Linked DNA regions of Sus scrofa: regions 1 and 3 are each linked to region 2. The links are chromatin contacts, called in public HiChIP or PLAC-seq maps. All regions are on one chromosome and are shown on one strand. The core of a region is the stretch at or near the end of the contact, and the rest is flanking DNA. Distances in the headings are between cores, read along the strand shown. Region 1 holds the start of TRIO (triple functional domain protein). Region 2 has its middle 94 kb from the start of DNAH5. Region 3 has its middle 66 kb from the start of TRIO.

Region 1 (3,083 bases), core at 77-2,576, 230 kb before region 2:
TTCATGGCACACCTGAACCTCTAGGGGGAGCTCAAAGCCTCCTCCTAATAGACTTTCCAATCCAGTTAAAAATAAACATTGTCAGGGAGGAGAGCAGGGATTATAAATAGCTGGGGACTGGCCACTGCTCCCTCCTGGCTCTGTCCTTCCAGGTTTTCTGGGTCATGCCCCCCTGGAGGAATGTCACTGGTTAATGTGGTCAGATGGCCTGGTGTCACCCGCTTCACAGGATGGCCAAGGTCCCTCCTTCTCACATCAGGCCAATTCTCCCCAAGCCCCAGCATCGTAGAAGGCCAAGTGGAAATACTGTGGCAAGGAGGCACGCAGCAGGCAATTTAGGCCAAGCCAATATCCATCTAAACAAAAGGAATTCTGGCAGCCCAAATACGGCTGGCCCAGCACTTCAGGGCAAATGCCCACGTGGGAGGTTGGGGTCAGACACGTTCATCCTCAGCATTTTTCTCTGGGACAGCTCCACCAGAGGTAATCTAGGTTTGGGAGGCCAGCCATCCTCATCAAAACCAGTGACTATCATTAATGGCAGAGCCATCTCTAGAAAGAACTAAAGACTGCTGCCCCATCTCTATTTTCCTGTCTGTTTTTGCCAAAACAGTACAAGGAAGTCTTTATTGAAAATACTTGTGAACTTGTATTGTAAGCCTGGGAACAACTGAAGCAAGAGACAGACCCAGAATTAAAAGCAAGAAAAGAGCTCTCAGTAAATGACGGAGCTTCCACTAAGGTGTCCCTGAGCAGTTCCTGTGGACCAGCCCTGCCGCAGGTTTAGCTTATAAAACCCACTGTCTAAGGAGGGCACAGGAGGGTGACCAAATGCACACACCAGGAAAGAGGAAATGACTTTAAAGTTCAGCCTGAGGGTGGGGTCCGGCCTAAGCCACCTGGGGCTACTAAAAGCAAGTCAGGACAGGGCAACCTCGGCCGCAAGAGGAGGAGAACCAAGAGGAGAAACTGTGGAGAGAAGGGGAGCCCCAGATTCTGTATATAAACTTGGCCCAAACCTCTGGCTGCCCACCGAGCCAGCACGTTGGGGGCAGGTTCCAAGCAGCTCCTGCTCCACATGAAGGGTAAGGACCTAAGTCCAGACTGGAATGGCACCCACTGCAGAGCCCAGCAGGCAGAAACAAGCCCACAGACTGCAACAAAACCAGCACCTTTTGGAGGAATCTGACAGAATCTGGTCGCTACAACATATTACTGAACAAAACAAAGAATGGGTAGATCAGTAACCATCCTTTCCATGGACGACTTAACACAGGAATGAAGGGCTCTGTGTTAAGGATGCAACCATGACACTGACAATCATCAGAGACTTTGTGCAAAGATGGCAGCAAACACATCTGGACGCTGACCCTGAGGTCCAGGTCCAGGGCCTTGGCAGCACTACCCAGCCGGCTGTGAAAGGGCTCGGCAACCCAGGCCTCCAGATCGCCAGGCCGGTTTGCTTTCCAATACACCATGCTTTGTGCTGGCAGCACCCCAAGCTCTTAAAACAGTGGCTATTTATAAAAGGCAGAACAAGAGCCAAGGTTCTGCAATTTCATCCTTAAGGTTCCTTCAAAACTCTTGAATGGACACAATGTAGTCTCAGCAATTCATCACAGGTCATTGGGTAATCCACTCCATGTGTCTGCAAAGACTGATTACACCTCAACTCCAACCGAGGTGGAGAGAGATGGCAGTGGGGTAAATGCAAAGAACAGTTAGGGGAGCTCCTGTTGTGGCTCAACCAGTTAAGAACTAGACAAGTATCCACGAGGATGAGGGTTTGATCCTTGGCCTTGCCCGGTAAGTTAAGAATCTGACGTTGCTGTGAGCTGCAGTGTAGGTTGCTGATACAGCTCGGATCCAGTGTTGTTGAGGTGTAGGCCTCAGCTGTAGCTCTGATTTGACACCTAGCCCAGAAACTTCCATATGTTGCAGGTGTGGCCATTAAAAAAAAAAAAAAAAAAAAAAAAAAAAAAGGAATTAGGCACCAGGGCAGCCCTCACAGAGACAAGCTCATAAATACCTAGAGAAAAATGTACAGTATGAAAGACTCTGTAAGCAGCACAAAGTACTACAGGACCCAGGCAATGGAGAAAGCAGATCAAATGACAGAAATACTGGGAAGGAGGAAGCTGTAGCTGTGATCCCAATCTACAGGTATTTGAAAATATCAGATAAGAAAATGCATGCTTCCTACTGGTCCCTCGTAGCCTATGCCCCAAGATGCCCTGGTCAGAACACAGCAGAACCCTGGGACTCTGCCAACTCGGAACTCCACCTATTTATTAACACCCCTGATGGAGTGAAGGATGCTAGTTAGAGAGGCTATGTCACAGGCTATCCCACAGGAAGAATATCCTACCGATGTGAGAACAAAGTCAAGAACACAAAACTTGACAATGAAAACCTCCATCTCCCACATTCCACTGTTAGCTACAGACTCACTCCCATGTATCCTTAGTTTCTTTAAAATGTAGTTGCTTTTGCCTGTCGGTCCCTGAATTGCCCTCTGAAATTGAGACTCACAGTTTTCTAGAGGAAGAAAGGCACATGACTCAATGGCTACATTGGTGTTGAAATGCATTAAATTCTATTGTGATATATGTACGTGCCTGAACATAGACTGGAATATAAATTCCAAATGCTTTTACCACATATTTTTGCTAAATATGTCACAAAAAAGAGATTTTTGTTTTGTTTTGGCCTAGAACACAGCATGCACAAGTTCCTGCGCCAAGGATGGAACCTGAGCCACAGCAGTGACAACACTGAGTCCCTTAACCACTAGGCTGCCAGGGAACTCCCTAGAGAAATTAATTTTATTAAAATTGAAGATGAAAACTTCTAAAACAGAAAATAAAATTTAAAAAAAAGCAGAAATAAAACTAACCACACAAAGAAATAGTTTGTGGCTATTATTAGGCTGGTCACCTAAGTATTATTTTCAATCTTTTTTCCATTTTTAAAAACACACCCAACAGGGCAAAGACTGAGGAAGCCTGTACATTTACTAAAGCTAGATTAAATATATCACATAACTTTCAATAAAAAGCAGGAAGAACTCAGCTATGAAATGT
Region 2 (3,356 bases), core at 655-3,154:
AGTGCCTAGAACTTCTGTAGGTATTGTTAGGAGCACAAGCGAGAACAAGCTCAAATCCGAAAATGGATGCTAATTGTTCATGCTAGTAAATCCCTATAAATATATAGGAGACACTTGTTCTCACTCCCCCACCAGGCTTTGTGGGGGTTTCTTTAATTCCTCTGGGAGGGTAATGTGAGCCTTCTAACTTGTGAAGATTTCTCATTAAACAACTATTTGCCTAATTGGGGTAAATCAGCTAAATGCTAATTAGTATCTTCCAAAGAGTAAAAATAGATCTCTAATCTCTCACGTTATTGCTGAGTACAGAGAGCACCAGGGAACCATGTTTTCAGAGCCTCCGTCTTATTTAATGGTTTACAGATTCCACGCAAAACCCTACATGCCAGTTGCATGGCAGTAGCTGACACGCAGCTGAGACGCTCAAACGTGGTTGATTTCCAGAGGCTGTTGTCATGAGAATCTCAGTCATTCGTGGCTATAATTGTGCTTGTGCAACTCTGATGAAGAATTCCCTCTACAATTATGTGGGCTGGAATCATGCTGGAGAAATTCAAGTGACAGCTGAAGAGAACAAGATGGAATGAGAATGGCCAAAGTTATGACAAATAGTTATGCTCGCCACATATTGAGACTTGGGGACTGGCTTTGGCAGATGGCACATTTGGACTCCTGTGCTCCCCTTCTGGAGGATTCCCGAGAGATGCTTCTGTGACAGCTGATGCTTCCAGCTGACCTCATATCTGAGACTTCTGGCTTCTCTTGCCCAAAATTCAAGTGGTTTTTTGCCTGCTATTGATATGGATGTTCTGGAAATTCTTGTGGATCACTTAGGGTTTTCCAATGAAAGTGGCCTAAATGATGGAGTGGGGATCCATCATCTCCTTCCAACAAGAATGGAGGGAGGAGTTGTTTGGGGTTAGCATCTCAGGGATGTCACCAGGGCCCCCAACTCATCTCATATTTCCACTCTGCCATCCTGGGCATGTTGGCTTTCATCCTCAACTTTGTCCTCTCAAGGTATGACATCATTTCTTCATAAAACTGTGTCTAGGTCCAAGGAAGGGACGTTATTCTAGATTCCCTCCAAAGTAGAGCCTGATATCATTTATAAATGATACACTTTATAAATGATACATTTACAAATGATAAATGTATCATTTATCATTTATTTGGTCCAGAAACTGGGAGGGAGGAACTGGGGACATGAGGCAGAGAAGGAGGAAAAACCAATACAAGGATGTGTCATTGAGCTTCTGCTGTGGGTGCCAGGGGCTAAGTTTTGCTGGGATGTACTGGAAAGTGCCCAGAATATAGCCAGGATTGCCCTCTTGGAAGACTGAGGCTTCTGGAGTCTTCATCCACTGTTCCCATAGCTGGAAGGGCAAAGAATGCCGGTGTGTGAGGTGGCAGGCGTGGCATAGGAGAAGACTCAAAGGCCAAGATGTAAAGAAGCATAGTGTGTGTGCCTGAGGTGGGATGCTGTCAGCTCAGGGTGAGTAGGAGCACTTAAGAATGCCCATCGTTGTGGTGCCAGGCTTGAAATTAATATTCAGTAGTATGTGCTGCTTTGATATCTGAAGCTGGGAGGGCTGGTTCTCCTCCCCACCCTGCTCCCACAGATAAGGTCCACTAGCCAAACAACTCTCCTCATCCTGGGAATAGGTCCTGCTGCTGTTTATCCCTGAGTAAGACTCAGTTTCCTGCCAGACCACGGAGTTATTTGAACAAGACTATCCTATTCTCCCGGGAGAACCATGGGGCACCCCAAACTTTTGATACTACAAATCCTGCTTCCCACAGCCCTGCTTGATGGCTCTGATCCCTAGTGAAGCCCTGTGTCCTGCATCGTATGCTGTGTCCCCTTCCCAGGCATGAGCATACGTGACTATAAATGGCCTTGACCTCATCTTGTCCAGTGTTGGGCGCTCAGCCACCCCCAGAACTCTAGGGTAGGAATTCCTCCCTCACCAATGGTGAGAGGATGAGATAAACAACTGGTAACTAAGAATATCCACTATGGATACAGTTGAAATCACATGAAACCACAGTGGACCAAGGGATGTGCTTGCTGCAGGGAACCATAGGCAGCTGCTACGGAGGGGAAAATGGGGGAATTTTTCCTTTTTGTCTCTTTTGAAAAATCAGGATCAAGGATCTTTCAAAGAAGCCCCCAGGATGTTCCTGTAATGTCTCATTGGACAGAACTGGGTGACCTACCTCTCTCTGAACCAATCTCTGGCAAATGGCAAAACGACAATATGAAGACTGTTTAGACAGCCATCACAATTAGTCCTTTGTGGTGGGGTAGGGCCCACCTTCTGTGAGAACATTTCCCTTCTATGCCTGGATGAAATCAGGGTTCTATTAGAAAAAAATAAGGGAAAAATGGCTGTTGGGTTTGCAACTAGCGGTATCTACTTGCTAAATGATGGAGAAACCATTCAAAGGTTTAGGGGGCAGAAATAGTGCCATCTCTATTTTTTTTTTTTTAACTCTGGTGACAGTATAAAAGAGAAAATAGAGAGGCAAGAAATTGAGGCAGGCCAACCAACTCTGACACAACTGCCTGAAGTGAGGACAGTGGCCATAGCAATCCTGTGGGATGTCGACAATGGAGGAGGGGAAAAAAACCCCAGGGGTTACGGTATAAGAGACTGAGGTCCACTGGCTCCTCGACAGTACCCTAGCCCTCTTTCAGGAGGGCTAGGTTGGAAAGAGGGCTAGCCCTCTTTCTGGTTGGAAAAGTCTGGGGCGAGGCCCAAGAATGTGAAGTTTTGACTTATACCCTCCAGGTGATTCTGAAACAGGTGGCTGGTGCCCACAGGTTGAGTGTCCTTCCACCCAGTGAGTAAATCCCTGGGCTGGAATTACTGCCAGCACCCCACCGGGGGTGGGAGGTAATCTTCACTCTTCCTAAAGTTTCTTTGTCCAGCCACCAGGGTTCTGAATCCCTGAGCTGGCGTGCTAAGAATCTGCATCAGTGCAGGTCATCCACACAGGCGAGGATGAGATCCAACAACTGGTAACTAACAATAACGGGTTTCAATGACAAACCTCCTAGTCTGGCTGAAGCCCTCTGCATTTTCCCCTAATAGCTCCTGGATAGCCAGTGACCTTCATCCTTGGGTCTACCTGATATTTGCAGCTGACTTTCATCTACTAGATTGCTCTTGGACCTTCCCTTTGAACTGGTGAGTGGCTGACTTGGCTTGAGCCAACAGCATCCCACACACAAGCTGCCTCATTCCTTCATTCTCTAAGTATTTACTGAGTCACCTTTCGCCAGGCATTATTCTAGGCCTTGGGGATCCAACTTGGAAACACATGGGCAGCGTCCCCACCCTCTGATGCTG
Region 3 (3,344 bases), core at 506-3,005, 170 kb before region 2:
TAATTTACCCAAAATCCCATGAAAACTACAGTGACTTCTTAATTCTCTTAACTCTGTGGGTTGACTGGATGGCTTTAAAAAACTATTAATAAAATCATAAATAAAAACTATAAATGACTGGAATGGATATATTCGTATTCACAGCAGGCAACACTGATATTTAAAATTACTTCATCTTGTGTATAGGGCCTAAGAATAGCCTAGAAATGTTGGCTGTGCTGGCATTACACTGGACTTTCACAGGGTGATAACAGGACTTTCATTTTTATCTTTTTGCCTGAAATTGTCAAAGCAGAGTAAGCAGGAATGCCATTTAGGTCCACCTACACCTCTGGGCCCGGATTTTCAAGCACTTCTGTGTTTCTGCTTTTATTTAATGTGATCTGCAGACAATCAATATTTCAAGAAAAATGAGCAAGTAGAGTTAATAAGTGAGCAGAACTAATTCATTAATATTTTCAAAGTAAACCTCAGTGAAGTAATAAAAAGAACCCCTCCCTTCACCCAAGAAAGGAATCATCTCAGCCCTCAGCTCCTCCCAGCCTCCAGGAAAAGATTCTGATATCAGAGCAGTTACACTTAATCCTCAAAGTTAACAAATAATGCAGCCAAACATTCTTAAAAACCACAGGAAGGTGACCTGCGCAAACCATTACAATCAAAATGCAACGCATTTATCTGTAATCAAGTCAGTGCTAGAAATCCTATTTAAAAGCATGTTTTAAGTTTAAAACTGCTATGGCTCCAGTACAGTTTTTAATTGGTATTACTTTTGTTGTATGGTAAACAGAAGCAAAATCTTGAGTTACTCCAAAGCATAAACAGCAGATCAGATTTATGTTTTCCTTCAGGATACAATTATCTTTGAAAGAATACTCATTTTTAAAACATTACTTAAATGTGGAAAGAATTTTAGACTAACTTTGAAAAAGCAAAAACTCAGTTAATAAAACAGGGAAAAATTAACTCACTAAATGGGCAGTCTGTTCATATGCTGGAACTGAAAATGATTATCTAACATCAGTAACCACACAAAGCAGAAACTGGGAGGAAGAATTCTTACTGGATGAATGGCCTTATTGTGTACTATGAATCAAAAAAACCCCAGTATCTTTCAGTTAAGATGCTCCTCTTAATGGAATTATTTCTGCCCACCCCACCCCCAGCAACTCTACAGCTGGCAGTCTTTAATCTCTGCTTGCAGATCCAGCCCAATTTCTAGACCGACCCAGGCTCCACGGGGAAAATAATAACCCTAAACCACACAGTCAACACTTAGTGGACACTCACAATAATACTGGACATGCGAATCCAGAATCCAGAATCCAGATAGGAAATATCAACGTTAATTCCCTGCCCCAAGAAGCATGCCCATCATTCAGAGGAGACAGAAATAAAACATATCACAACAGGTATTCAAACCACAAGTACAATTAAAGATTAAGGACAAGATCCTGGGAAGTGTTTAAGAGGGAGTTTCCTAATCTAAGGGGTCAGAGAAGCCTTGTGGCAAGTGACACTTAATCTGCAACCTGAGGACAGGGAAAGGCTGGGGGAGGGGGCAAGGCCCTGAGAAGGGTAGAAGGGTCCTTCTCAATCAGAACAAAGGCACCCATGGATCACAGTGACGGAAGGACTGAGGGCAGGGCCACCTGACTGCAGGACACAATGTGCCAAGTCCCTGCGACACGGTGTCTGGCTCCCTGAAGACACTGTGGCATGGCTGGTCCTCTCAGACTGTGGAGGGCCGGAAGCCCAGGTGGGAATCACTGGGTAATGGCCAGGATACTGCTACCAAGACCCTGCTCTAGACAGTGGAGAACTGTGACCCAACCCCTGAAAGATGCTATTTCAGGAGGGCCTCCTAATCATAACCACTGACCTGGCCCCGCCAGTGTCTCCCCCGAGTCTGTCCTGAACCAGCCTAACAGGCTCTACCCCAACCCCTTCTCCACAACTCGATATCTGGGCAAGGGTGCAGCATGACATCTAAATTAAGAAACCAAGTTCCAGCAAGGGGAATGGTCAGACCAAGGGTAAAATACGCTTCAAGATGCCAACTGGACAAGGCTCTGTTCAGGACCAGCAAAACTCTGGTGATGAAGATGGCATCCTTCATAAATCTCCTTCTTTGGGACAACAGGGTTGGGGCGGGGGGACCAGCGGGCAGGAGCAGGGGCCAGAAAAAGAAATGGTAATAAGAATACATAAGGCTAGAGCCTCAACCAGTGTCTAAGACATCTGCTCCAAAAGTCCAGTCAACAGAATGACATCAGGGGTAGAAATAATCCTCAATAACAACAGTCTCTTCTCAGTAAAAGAAACTAGAACTAGTTTTTTTGTCTGAAGGCAGCATATCGTTATAATTTTCCAAGAACTAATAGGCTTAAATCATTCAACAAAGAATAAGATTTTCTTGAAAGCAGATAAGACAGCTTTGTGTCTTTCTAAAGAATGAGACCATTGAAAAGAATATTTAGCAATTCTGCCTTAATAATCCAAAATCTACAAGTACTGAATTTTTTTAATCAAGGCAAATATTTTTATAGAAACATCTCACAATGATTTTTAATGGAACCTAGAAAAATGAACATTTAACACCTCGAGTTACAGGTTTGGGAGATTACTTTTCAGGAAAAGACTTTTCCATAGTTTTTAATAAACTGAAAGAAACTTACACTGAAAATGAACTATCCTGCTGCTATGCACAAAGACTTGAGTCTATTGGAAGGATAACTTTTAAAACTAACTACTGTCTGGGCCAAGCACCTCCCAAGGCTCCGAGTCACTTCCACATGACGACAGTCTGACTGCACAGGGGTTCTGAGGTTACAGACATAAGCAGAGGGGGCCCCTGGAGTTTGGTCCACAGTGCGCAACTGTGGGATTCACTGGGCAGGATCACAGGGGTTAAGGGGTTCAGAGAGCCAGAGCCCAGGTTTACACAGCCTCATCAGGGCCTAATGCAAAGGCCCCCAATCTGATGGTCCAAGGTCAGGAACAGAATCTCCCAAGCAGTGCAGCTAACCAGGCAACTTCTCACAACACCCCAAATTCCCACCATGAGAGCTCCAGGGTTAGGTTGTGCTGCTGCTTTCAGAAGCTCTCAACGAAAGGTGATTCTGTGGAATGAGAGCATTAACACCTTGAAAGAAAGGATGGGACAAATGATCTGAAACTTCTTGAATCTCTAAAACTTGAACTCCATACCTAGCACAATTAAGTGCTAGGCAGAGACTAGGGCCCAAAGAACCAGAGGACTAGCGAAGATGCTTCACCGTGTCCAGAAGAAGCAAGGTGGCTGGGAGAGGGAAACGGGCATCATGCAGTGTTGGTGGAAAAAA

What was found. HiChIP or PLAC-seq counts read pairs in DNA pulled down with a chosen protein or histone mark.
Region 1: an H3K27ac HiChIP or PLAC-seq map of skeletal muscle shows a contact between it and region 2. The contact joins the promoter of TRIO here to the enhancer-like site in region 2. A contact is called at or near these places in 19 of 47 Hi-C or Micro-C datasets (alveolar macrophages, embryonic fibroblasts, epiblast stem cells and 10 more) and 2 of 2 datasets of contacts at active chromatin or transcription factors (alveolar macrophages and skeletal muscle).
Region 3: a contact with region 2 is called in an H3K27ac HiChIP or PLAC-seq map of skeletal muscle. The contact joins two enhancer-like sites. A contact is called at or near these places in 1 of 47 Hi-C or Micro-C datasets (embryonic fibroblasts) and 2 of 2 datasets of contacts at active chromatin or transcription factors (alveolar macrophages and skeletal muscle).

Annotation. Positions count from the first base shown.
Region 1 is chr16:3,689,083-3,692,165 of Sscrofa11.1, reverse strand. TRIO (triple functional domain protein) reads right to left here and starts at 1,326. Exons shown (of 56, transcript XM_021077142.1): 1 at 1-1,326.
Region 2 is chr16:3,458,564-3,461,919 of Sscrofa11.1, reverse strand. No RefSeq gene overlaps it. Among named protein-coding and RNA genes, the nearest start is that of DNAH5, 94 kb to the right of the region's middle. Within about 2 kb of position 1,904, at least 5 of the 83 cell types and tissues checked have an H3K27ac peak or open chromatin away from gene starts, as enhancers often do. A contact at or near this core is called in fetal skeletal muscle and skeletal muscle, where this site is marked.
Region 3 is chr16:3,623,487-3,626,830 of Sscrofa11.1, reverse strand. No RefSeq gene overlaps it. Among named protein-coding and RNA genes, the nearest start is that of TRIO, 66 kb to the left of the region's middle. Within about 2 kb of position 1,755, at least 7 of the 83 cell types and tissues checked have an H3K27ac peak or open chromatin away from gene starts, as enhancers often do. A contact at or near this core is called in skeletal muscle, where this site is marked.